Regions from separate parts of the Pan troglodytes genome. Here region 1 is linked to region 2. A link is a contact called in public Hi-C data. All regions are on one chromosome and are shown on one strand. The core of a region is the stretch at or near the end of the contact, and the rest is flanking DNA. Distances in the headings are between cores, read along the strand shown.

What was found. A called contact is a pair of places that touch in the nucleus more often than the background predicts.
Region 1: a Hi-C map of induced pluripotent stem cells shows a contact between it and region 2, with 1.9 times the contacts expected there. The contact joins the promoter of MSX1 here to the enhancer-like site in region 2. A contact is called at or near these places in 4 of 7 Hi-C or Micro-C datasets (blood, induced pluripotent stem cells and stem cell-derived neural progenitor cells) and 1 of 1 other capture datasets (stem cell-derived neural stem cells).

What each region holds. Positions count from the first base shown.
Region 1 is chr3:5,179,208-5,184,797 of NHGRI_mPanTro3-v2.0_pri, reverse strand. MSX1 (msh homeobox 1) reads right to left here and starts at 1,311. Exons shown (of 2, transcript NM_001195262.3): 1 at 608-1,311. The coding sequence starts at 1,076.
Region 2 is chr3:4,989,938-4,995,652 of NHGRI_mPanTro3-v2.0_pri, reverse strand. The region is part of intron 5 of LOC100613777 (a long non-coding RNA gene); the gene reads right to left. Among named protein-coding and RNA genes, the nearest start is that of STX18, 130 kb to the right of the region's middle. Within about 2 kb of position 4,217, at least 3 of the 24 cell types and tissues checked have an H3K27ac peak or open chromatin away from gene starts, as enhancers often do. A contact at or near this core is called in induced pluripotent stem cells and stem cell-derived neural stem cells, where this site is marked.

The DNA of each region.
Region 1 (5,590 bases), core at 62-2,561, 190 kb before region 2:
CTTCCCATAGGATTAGCGGGGGCGCCTTCCCCTAATTGACTTGGTGCCCCGCCCCCTTCACTGGAACCTGAATGTCCCCACCCCTGAATCATCCATCCGCCCAAAGCATCAACTATCTGCCTCAAACTCAAAGGGCATGGGGAGGTAGAATTCTGTAGGAGCTTCGGAACCTCTAGGCAAAGAGGTACTTGAAAGGGAAGAGGGGCTGGGGGACACCAGCTCCTACTGCGAGAAAGTGAAACTCCGGGTGCAGGGAAGATACCGCACCACACACATTCATCCGCTGGGGTGAAGCCGATGAAACAGAGTTTGGGATCAGATGAGGGATCATGGACCCCCGAGGTCGTTTGGTGGGGGCAGGAGGACAGGGTGCCCAGACATCGGTGTCCTATCCGTTAACTCCCACCCGCAGCGTCTCTGGGCCAAGGCGAGGAGGTCTGGAACCTTCTTCCTGGGTGGGAGTGGAGGGAGGCGCAAGACCCGGCCTTGCAGCCCACGGTTCCCTAGCACCGGCTGCAGGTACGCAGGCGCCGGAGGCCACCAGGAGCCCTCGGGTCCCACACCCCGCCCGGCCCCCTCCCTCTGCGCCTGGGTTCTGGCTACTCACTGGCCGGCGGCGGGGAGAAGCGGGGGCTCTGCATCCACGGGGTCCTCTCGGGCTTCTCGGGGCTCTCGGCTTTGACGAGCGCATCTTCTGGCAGCTTGAGGAGTCCCCCCACCGAGAAATGGCCGAGCGGCCGCGGCGAAGAGGGCGCGTCCGGGGCTCCCAGCGACCCCGGCGGGACGCCCAGTGGCTGCGCCGAGCCACCCGCCGCCTGCACGCCCTCGGAGGGCGCCAGGGCGCTCTCCTTGGCCCCCGGCTTCCTGTGGTCGGCCATGAGCGCCTCCACGCTGAAGGGCAGGAGCGAAGGGGACACTTTGGGCTTGGCCCCCTCCTCGTCCGCGCCCATGGCGGCTGCCGTGGCCGCGGCGGCGCTGGGGGCCTGGCCCGCGCCTCCCCCCGCCGGCTTGCCGAAGGCGGAGTCCTCCACTTTGACACCGAGTGGCAAAGAAGTCATGTCAGCAGCCGGGGCCATGCAGAGCCGGGCCCCCCCTTCTGCCGCAGCACTGGCCAGCCGCCGGGCATGGGCTCCGGGCGGGCTGGGAGCGCGGCCGGCCTCTGCGAGCGCCCGGGGCCCTGGCCGGGCGGACCCTCCCGCGCGCGCCTCCCGCCCCTCCCCAGCAGGCCAGCTCCGGCGTGCTGGGCCTGGCCCCCGGTCGCTGCCGCCGCGCAGGCAGAGTTCCCGGGAGCACTCGCCGGCTCCGGGCCCTACCGCGGCTCCCCAGAGAACTTGCTAATAAGGCGAGGCCAGCGGGGCGGCGGCCAATCAGCGCGCGAGGGGGCGGGCCCGGAGCGATCCATTGGGCCGCGCTCCTGGGGACTCGCCCGGAGGCGCGCTGGGCCTGGGGGCACGCAGGGCAGGGCCCAGGCGGCAGAGGGCAGGGGAGGAGAGGGGGTGCCCGGGAAACTTTCCTCTGCGCTGAAGCCCAAGAGGCCCTCTCTGCGGGAGTCCCCTGGGTCTCTATCTTTCTGTGTTCCCGGGGAATTTTCCCTTGTTCTCGTTCCTTCTCTTTTGCCCTCCTCTCCTCCCCTCCCCTCCTCAGCCCTCTTTTCCGCTCCTCTTTTTTTCCCCCGTCCTTGTTTCTCTCCTCTACTGCTTCTTTTACCTTTCTCTTTAGTCTGTGGCTGGGTTTCCCTGTGCCCCTCTCCACTGTCTGACCCCCCCTCTTCTTCTACCACAATAATTTGAGTTGAGGTTATTTCTTACACATTCCTTTTATATATATATTTTAAAATACGCATGGCTATTTATCCTAGGAGAAAGACATACTATTAACTTCTTTTCAAGAAACGAAACAAAACCAAACCTTCATTTTCTTCCTGTTCTGAAATCTTCTAAACTTTACCTCGAGGTAAAAGTGGGCCTTTGTCTCTAACTTAGAGCTGGAGTAAACCTTGCGGGAAGAAGCTAGCTTCCTGTAGTGCCAAGGATGTGAGAATACGTAAGATTATCTAGAATCTGCAGTCGGTTTTCATACACGATGTGTATTCCCCCCCCCCCCCACCCTCGCTCTGAACTTCTGTCCCAAGGGTCACAACACCTATAGCGCCCGGGCGGGGAAAGGAGCTGCCAGATCCTTTTGATATAGAACTTACTGAAATAAAACCAACAGAATCGTCAATGAAACACCGATCTGGCCTTAAGGTGACCTCAAACAACGCGTCCTTGGAAACAATGACATGTCCCTATCTCTGGGTCGCTGATCCTGGAGGGGAGAGGCACATTTGGGGGAGGGGGCTGGGAAAAGAGGAAAGTTCCTGGAGGTGGACTCTAGTGTGGGACTTGAGAACTCTTCTTTTGCCAGTTTCGGAGAAAACGTGATTTAATGTTTGCTGTTAATAATAATAATAAAGACAGAAAAAATGAGTTGGGGTCAGGGGAGATGCAAGATCTGCTTGAAGCGGGGTCGGGGCTTGGCCATTTTCTGCGCCTGTCGCTTTATGGCCTCTCCTCCCGCGGCCCAGGCCAGCGGCTCTCAGGGAGTGAGCGGAGGTGATTGGCGGCTCACTCGGCCCTGCCATTGATGACTGCGGGGTTCTAATCTCCAGGAAACACAAGGGGCTGCCGTGGCCATTTAGGGGTAATTATCCGAGCGCGGAGGGACAGCGAATTCCCTCGACTTTTAACTGGGCGCAATAAAAGCTGTAGATTAGGGGCGTCCAGATTAGGGAAAATGAATTAGAGCGGGAACTTTATTATCCGGAAGACGTCCGGGGTCTGGCGGCAGGGGTCGGGCTGCGGACGCCGGAGCGATTGGTAGCCTCCCATCTGTCCACAGGCCGTCGAGATATGCTGAGGCCTGGGGAAGTTCGGGAATACCTGCATCTGAATTTTACGCGCATCTCCAGGTTTCTAAAGGACCCAAGACTGCAACTCAGGCACTGGGCAGTGGTTGGAGCTTCTAGCTCGAGTTGGGCCGGCTGGACGCGCGGTGGCACCGGGGCCTCCGGAGGTTTGCCCGAGAGGGTACAAGGATAGAAGACCTTAAGACCCAATTTTGAAGCTCAGCTCGCTGAGGCTGAGCAAGGCTGTAGGGCAAACACCTTCCTGGTAGCCCAGCCAGGACAGCGAACAACAACATCTTCCTCTTCTTCTTCTTCCTCTTCCTCTTTTTCTTCCTCTTTTTCTCCTCCTCCTCCTCCTCCTCCTCTTCCTCCTCTCCTCCTCCTCCTCCTCATCTCCTCCTCCTCCTCCTCCTTCTTCTTCTTCTTCCTCTTCCTCTTCTTTGAGACGGAGTTTTGCTCTTGTCACCCAGGCTGGAGTGCAATGGCGCGATCTCAGTTCACTCCAACCTCCGCCTCCCAGGTTCAAGCGATTCCAGGACGGCGAACTTCTATTGCTCCCTTTCTAATCAAACTCTCGTCAGAACAACCCCCTCCGCACCCAGCCAGAATCTCCCTTTGTGGCCAGGTTAAAGGGGGAGAGGAAACAGAGGCCTATCTGCTTTTGGGGCCATATAAAAAGCGAGCAGTGTGCCTTTTCGAGTCTTTGCTTAGTTCCGCCCTCGCCCTCCTTCTGCAAATGTTTTGCTCCCAGGTCTCTTTAAGAATCTGATACAGCCAAGAACTTCTTCCCTAGAAAAATGCACATCTACAAAAACACATTACAAGCAACGGGGCAGACAACTTCGGGGGCTCTGGACCCAAGTGGAGTCCTCCAGTTAAGAACCCCTGCTTTAGGGCTGAGCGGGGGCTTGAACTCAGAGAGTGAAGCCGCAGGGTGCAGCGGGGGCTAGTGTGGAACTTGCGGCGGTCGCAGTTGAGGAGCGCAGCAAGGCCTGGACTCCGCTGCGCGGGGGGGTGGGGGGTGGCCGGGGGGCGGGCGGCCTGAAAAGGGCCGCATCGCTAATTGCGGGGATAAACAATGTGTCACGATTCCTCAGCGCGCCTAATAGGCAGACTAGGATGTTGTTTTAAGGCGCCAGCGGCGGCCGGATCAAAGGCTGCACCCGGCGCACGGGCCCTTGAAGTCGCGCCCCTGCCTCCAGGGAGCAAATCGCCTGGCCCCGCAGCACCGGCCCCGCAGCCAGCCCCTCGGCTTCCCGAGCCGGGTCCGAACGCCACGGTGTCTTCTTTATAGGTTCGGCCTGGGTTCGTGTCTGCTGTCGCCCCGCGCGGCAGGTTAACCGCGTGTAAACGTTGCTAGGCGAGAAGAGTGCATCGGCAGAGAAGGGGGTTCAGACTGGATTCCGTGTCAGAAAAGCGCGGGGCTCTCCCATTGCTCTGCCCCTGGATTGCGAGAGAAAGGTGCCGGCAGTCTCAAGAGAAAGGAGTCAGATAAAAGAAATAAAATGTCTGCCTGTTTCCCAGGGCGTTGTTTGTTCCCGCGGGAGGAAAGCCACGAGTTACAGGGACAGTGAGAGGGAGCCTTCTCTGAGTTATTTTTTGTCTAGGCCTTTACCGATTTCCCGGCCCAGGGGTTCAGCGAGCAGGCAGGCCCGGGGGCTGAGCCTGTTATCTCGCCGCCAGCTCTAACCTCGAGGCGTTTGTACCCCCGGCATTTCTCTGCGCTGCCGCTGCAGCCGAGAAAGCCGGGCAGTAATTCATGCCTGGCAAGGGCAGGGCTGGCCCGCAGCAGATAAAGCTCGGGGACTGGCGCTCCGCTTCCATCCTCTAGACTTCTCTCCCCTCCCCTCTCGCTCCATCTCCCCTCGTTTTCAGGCATCCTAAAGCACTCCCCGCCCCCAAGTAGAGAGCCTCTGCATTTCGGATCCTGAAGATGGATTATCCTTCGTCTACTTTCTGGGCAACTAAACTGGTGGTGGGTTTAGGTGTTTTTTTTTTTTTTTCCTAAAATTTTGCGGGGGTTGGGGGGATGGAGGCAGGGATGGTGGTGTTGCTAAGTATACACCACTCCCGTGCAAAGATTAATTTTTAGAAGGACCCCGTCCTAAAGACGGTTATCCCTATCTGGGTATTGCTGCACCGGTTGGAAGAGCCTGGAGGCTGACTTCTCACTTCGGCATTTGTTGTCGCCTCCGTCGGGTTTTTGTTTATGCTCCCTCCCTCTCTTTCCACTGCATTTTGTGACCTCGGCCCAGGAATCCAGCGTGCATTTTTTAAAATGTGCAGCTCAGTGGGATCCCCCGGCAATTAGCGAGCCCCAAACAGTCCTCTTTAATAGAATGAATGTGCTATGAAAACCGATTACCCGGAACGATTTATTTTGGTGGGAATTCACCAATCGCCAGGAGGGCGACGGAGGGGGAGAGAGAGGAGGTATTTTGTCCCGGGGAGGGGGTGGGGGTTGACGGGCAGACAGAAAGCACTGTCACGGGGTCTCCCAATCTGCGAAGGGGGCCTCCCGACCCAGCCATCTCCACTCTTTTGGCCTCTGTCGCCTAGAAGTGAGGGGCTGGGAGTCAGGTTCAGCAAACTGTCTGGGAGTCACTAACTTCGGGAGGACTTCACAGCTTTCCAGAGAAAAACTCCGAGCCCTGAGAACTCCAGGGAGTCTTCAGCTACTGGTTGAAGATCCACGACACAGAC
Region 2 (5,715 bases), core at 2,968-5,467:
TCAATCCCAATCCCCCATCCATAAAGAGCCTGCCCTCTCCCAGCCCAGTTGACAGTAGGTATTTATGCTCTGAGACCCAGAGATGTTGTTCCGTGTATGATGACTCTAATGGCTGGCAAGCCAAGATGCTGTTTGGAGGAGGACATAAATTAGACCTGGAATTTTCAGGATAAACATCTTCAAGATTCATTCCTGCAGCCACTCCCATGAGCACTGGTTTCAGAGTAATCACAAGGCTTCTAGGAAAAAAGGCTTCTGCACATTTTTTCTGGAGCCAAGGTGCTGGGAAAAGGTCACAGGCCCATCCTCAAAGCTCACCAGAGAGAAAGGTCCCTCCTGAATGGCAGGAGCTCTCGCCCTGGGCGGGAGACTGCTCTGAGAATGCAGCAGTTAGGAGGCCTCCAAGCTTGGAGTTTTCCCCTGGTCAAGTCCTTAGCAAAGGCTTTTTTACATTCCGCCAACTTCTGCTTCAAGAATTAGCTTTAACCATGTCCAGGGTAGCACAAAGTGCTTGGGTTTTGTAAGCTAGAGGTAGGTTTGGGAGCCAGCAGGAGGATACAGAACACATTTCCTCTTTTGTAGAGACAGGGTTTCCCCATGTTGCTCAGGCTGTTGTTGAACTCCTGGGCTCAAGCAATCCATCGGCCTTGGCCTCCCAAAGTGTTGGGATTACAGGCATGAGTCACCGTGCCAGGTGGGAATCATTATTTAACAATGGCAGCCTGAGGCTCAGGACACCAAAGTAAGTTGACCAAGACCACAATGCTAAGCAGAGGAAGAACCAGGATTTGAACTCAGATCTGCCTGACTGTTACGCTCTTGGTTTTTCATTGTTCTATGCCGCCTGCCTCTTGAACACAACCGATCACATTGAGGTGCAATTCTGCCTCTCCAGGGCTGCCTCTGTGGCAGGGCTCAGGCCTGGGCCTGGAAGGAGCCAGCACTAGGATCTGGGTGCCAGATGCCCATGGCCAGAGCCAACTGGGAAGATGCTGAGTGACACTCATGCAGCCAGTCTGTTACTGGAAACAGGTCCTGATCCAGAAGCCAAGAGAGGGTTCTTGGTCTTGCTCGAGAAGAATTTTAGTTGAATCCATAAAGTGAAAGCAAGTTTATTAGGAAAGCAAAGGAATAAAGAATGGGTACTCCATAGGCACAGCAGCCCTGAGGGCTGCTGGCTGTCCACTTTTATGGTCATTTCCTGATTATATGCTAAACAAGGGGTGGATTATTCATGAGTTTTCCAGGGGGTGGGCAGTTCCCAGAGCTGAGGATTCCTTCCCTTTTTAGACCATATAGGGTAACTTCCTGACGTTGCCAAGGCATTTGTAAACTGTCCTGGTGCTGGGGGGGAGTGTCTTTTAGCATGCTAATGCATTATAACTAGCATATAATGAGCCATAAGGATGACCAAAGGTCACTTTCATCACCATCTTGGTTTTGGAGGGATTTGGCTGGCTTCTTTACTGCCACCTGTTTTATCAGCAAGGTCTTTATGATCGGTTTGTTGTGTTGACTTCCTGTCTCATCCCGTGACTTAGAATGCCTAACCTCGTCACCCGGGTGTGGTGGCTCACGCCTGTAATCCCAGCACTTTGGGAGGCCGAGGCGGGCGGATCACAAGGTCAGGAGATCGAGACCATCCTGCCTAACATGGTGAAACCCCGTCTCTACTAAAAATACAAAAAATTAGCCAGGCGTGGTGGCACATGCCTGTAATCCCAGCTACTCGGGAGGCTGAGGCAGAAGAATGGTGTGAACCTGGGAGGCGGAGCTTGCAGTGAGCCGAGATTGCGCCACTGCACTCCAGCCTGGGTGACCCAGCGAGACTCTGTCTCAAAAAAAAAAAAAAAAAATGCCTAACCTCCTGGGAATGCGGCCCAGCAGGTCTCAGCCTTATTTTACCCAGCCCCTATTCAAGATGGAGTTGCTCTGGTTCCAACACCTCTGACCAAATCCAGCCTCATTCATTCATTCATCAACAAATGTTCATTGAGTGCCTGCAATGAGCCAGGTGCTGTTGTAGGCACCGGGAAAACAGTGGAGAAAAAGTACAATTGTCGCAGCCCTCATGAAGCTTGTATCCTACTGGGCAGAGCCAGACCACAAAAATACAACAGGAACCATGTCAGCTGGCTGGTCATGAGTTCTATGAAGGAAAGTAAAATGGGGGAGGGTGACAGGTAAGGGGCGGGGTCACCGTTGCCCATAAGCTGGTCAGGAAAGGCCTTTCTGCTCAGAGACTTAGAGGAAGCTAGAAATAGTGGGGAAGGGAGAACGGCCTTCCAAAATCCCAAAGGCGGTGGGAAGAACGTACTGAAAACGGAGCCAAGGCTGCTTGGGAGGAAGGGCGAAGGACGAGCAGAGCGCCCACTGGCGTCGAGGAACGGGAATGCCACAGCTGTGAAGTCCAGAAAACGCTGAGCCCTCCCGAAATGAAGGCCGGCTTCCTCACTGAGGGGTGTCTAGGGCCTCGGGAACGAGGCGGAGGATACCAAGCTCCTAAGCCTAGCCGACCCCAGAATTCTGGGAGAGGGAACACATATCCAGGATAAACAATCCTCAGAAAACACATTGGAACCTCAGAAAGGAGGGTTTTCTGCGATTTTCGGCAGGAGCTGTTTTCTAAGCTAGAAAAGACAGTGAGGTCTCACGTCCTCGAGCTGTGGGCCTGGGGAAGCAGACCAAGCCCTCAATGAGCACAGCTCCCCGCCTTTGAGGCAACGAGGTTGAAAAAGGGCCGCGTGTGAACGTGGGTTAGCGCCGGCCCCTCTCTGAGCCTCAACTTGATAGTACTTCCTAGGCTGGACTTTTGTGAGGATTAAATGACTTAACTTGTGGCAAAATTGTCAGGCAAACTGTAAAGTGCTGAAGACATATGAGTCATATTCGTATCTCCCCCCAATGGCTTAACATCCTCACAATATGTTTTATGTCAACTAGGGCAAAACCTCAGTCAAATTAGTGACTTTAAGGATAAAAATATTGACCTTGAGGACAATAATAAAAATTCACACTAAAAATATCAAAAACAACAAAAGCTTCATCTATGACTTGTCTGTGACTGGCCCATTTACATACATTAGAACTAGTCACAGCAACTCTGTGGGGTAGACATTACCATTTTCACTTTATAGATGGGAAACCCAAGCATCAGAGAGGTTAAATAACCTGTCCAAGGACACACAGCAGGCAAAGATGCCACTGGGAAGATATTTGTTCATTCATTTAAGAAATATCTGCTTGCTACTTTCTCTGTCCTGTTCTCTGAGGTTTCAGAGAGGACCTCCCGCACTATCTATTACCTGCAAATAGGTCACTGTGGTGAAATGAAGTGATGATACAGACATGCAAAATGTACTGCAGAAACAAACTCAGGCCTGGAGGAAAAGAAGGCTCCCTGGAGGAGGTGACGCCAGCGCTGAGCTTTGGAAATGAGTGGGAGGCAATTTGGAGACAGAGGAAGAAAAGGGGCCTTCCAGGGTAAGCGAACAGCTCCAGAAAATACGTCCAATGGAGAACGGCAGCCTAGACCTTCTCAGTCAAACCCCATCTTCTGCCCTCAAGCAGAGCCATTCCTGGTGCCTGGACAGTAGGGAACCCCATGGAAAAACGCTCTCGCTTCTTCTCAGGGCATTGGTTTTGGACAGTGGTTTGAAAGTGTTCTCCCCAAACAGCAACATCAGCATGACCTGGGAGCTTACTAGAGACACAAATCCTCAGGTTCCACCCGAGACTTGTGGAATGAGAGCCTCTGCAGGAGGGGCCCCGCGATCTGCATTTTAACGAGCCCTGATTCTGATGCGCTGGAAGGGAAGGTCTGAGAACGTCATGTATGGGACTCTGATCAGCCCAATCAGCGAGAATGTTAGAATCTCAGGCCCCACCCCCGACCCACTGAATCAGAATCTGCATTTCACGAGATCCCCAGGAAATCGTATGCATATTAGCATTCGAAAAGCTGGGTGACACCCAAATTCGGAATGACGCCTCCTTGCAGCTGTAAAACTCCAACAGAAACTCTTGGGAAAATCACCCAACCTTTTATTTCTTCTTCTGAGAAAACTCCCAGGTGGGAGGGAAGAAAGCCCTTCAGGCTCAATTAGGGCCGTGAGACCCTTTGATTCTTTCCAATCTCCCGATAAGAATGCGGGGCCAAGGGGCGCTGGGGGCAGCCCTCTCCCAATAAGGGGAAAGTGCTTCCCTCCAGGAGGCAGGAAGCCAAACAGTGCTCTTCTGCCAGCTTGGCCAAGGAACGGCCCCCTCGTGGAGCCTCTGGAATTGGGAAGAAAATTCCTTGCAAATTCCACGGCCATCTCAAACCAGTGCGAAAACGCAAGGGCAGCCCAACGTGGTGCAGCCCAGCTCAAAATGAGTTCAAAACAATTACCAGCCAACATGTGTTTCCTATGAATGGTGCAAGTGTTAAAACGGATTTAATTTTCTTTTGTAAATAAAGAGGCCCATCCAGACCGGCCTGTTTATCTCCCTAGGAGAGATGAAAGTGTTTCATCTGCCAGTAGCCTCTGCCCGCTGCGGAGGTTGGGGGCAGCTCTCTGGACCCCATGTGTTCTCTATCTTGTAATCCAAAGTCATCTTTCCCATGTGGAACTGTTTGAGCACCATGAGGTCTTTTCTCGAAGTCTTACTTTTAGTTATCTAAAATAGTACTCCCTTTTTTTTTCTTAAACATATTAGTGATTCATAAACAGTAAAATTAGTCTGCTAGAAGCTGATGGAGGTATTCATCCTGGTGGCGCCTGCTTTCCTGGGTTAGTAGTTAAAATAAATCATTGCTGTCACAATGGAATTCAGGCCTAAAAATCACCTGTAGGAATCCTCACCATCCCCCCTTTCACCTCCCCCAGGCCTCCAGAGCATCTAGGATCAAAGCTATCTTCCTCACTCCAGCTGAGGGGGGAGAGAAGGGAGGAGAAGGAGGAGGAGGCCCAGAAGGAAAATCCCAGAAGTTATACCAAACCAGGAAATTAATGTCTTTGCTCTATTGTTGAAACTGGAAGCACAAAAGTATGAGGCCAATTTATGATATTAGTGTTTCTAAAGCAAAATATGATTAACCACTTCATTATGTAAAGTTGTTTCCACTTAACCTCTTTGTGCTGGCAACCAGAACTTTTTTTTTTTTTTAACTGCAAATTTAATAAATTCCAACATGCCCAAACTTCCTGACTTCCACTGTCCACCACTGGTTTCTTTGGAAACTTCAATAGCGAGAGATAACTGGCGAGGTCTGCTCTGCCTACCTTCACGGCACATGCCATAATCCAGGATCAGGCAAATAAGCTTTCATCTTCGAAGCACTTAAGTTAATTACATGGAGGCCGGTGGAGGCCCCAGAGCCAGTTCTGCGCACAGCCCTCCCAAAGCCAAACATCATAGGATCCAGATGCAAACCCTTGGCAACTTAAGCCCAACAAATTTCCTTTGTCAAGAAATGCAAACTGCCAAACATTGAAGCGTAGGCTACTTCAGTGAGTTGGCCTCCTTGGGTGCTAGGGCCTGCAGAGCCCAGGCCAGAAACCCAGATCAGAAATGATTCAAATGCGCAAGTGGTCGGGACCTAGCTGGTTCTCAGGAGGACCTTGGGTTGTTCGATTTCATTCTGGACGCGTAACCGACCATGCATGCTTGCCTCCTTTTGACATTTTGACAATTTGAAAGGAACATGTCCCAGAAGCAAGGATGTGAGGGGAA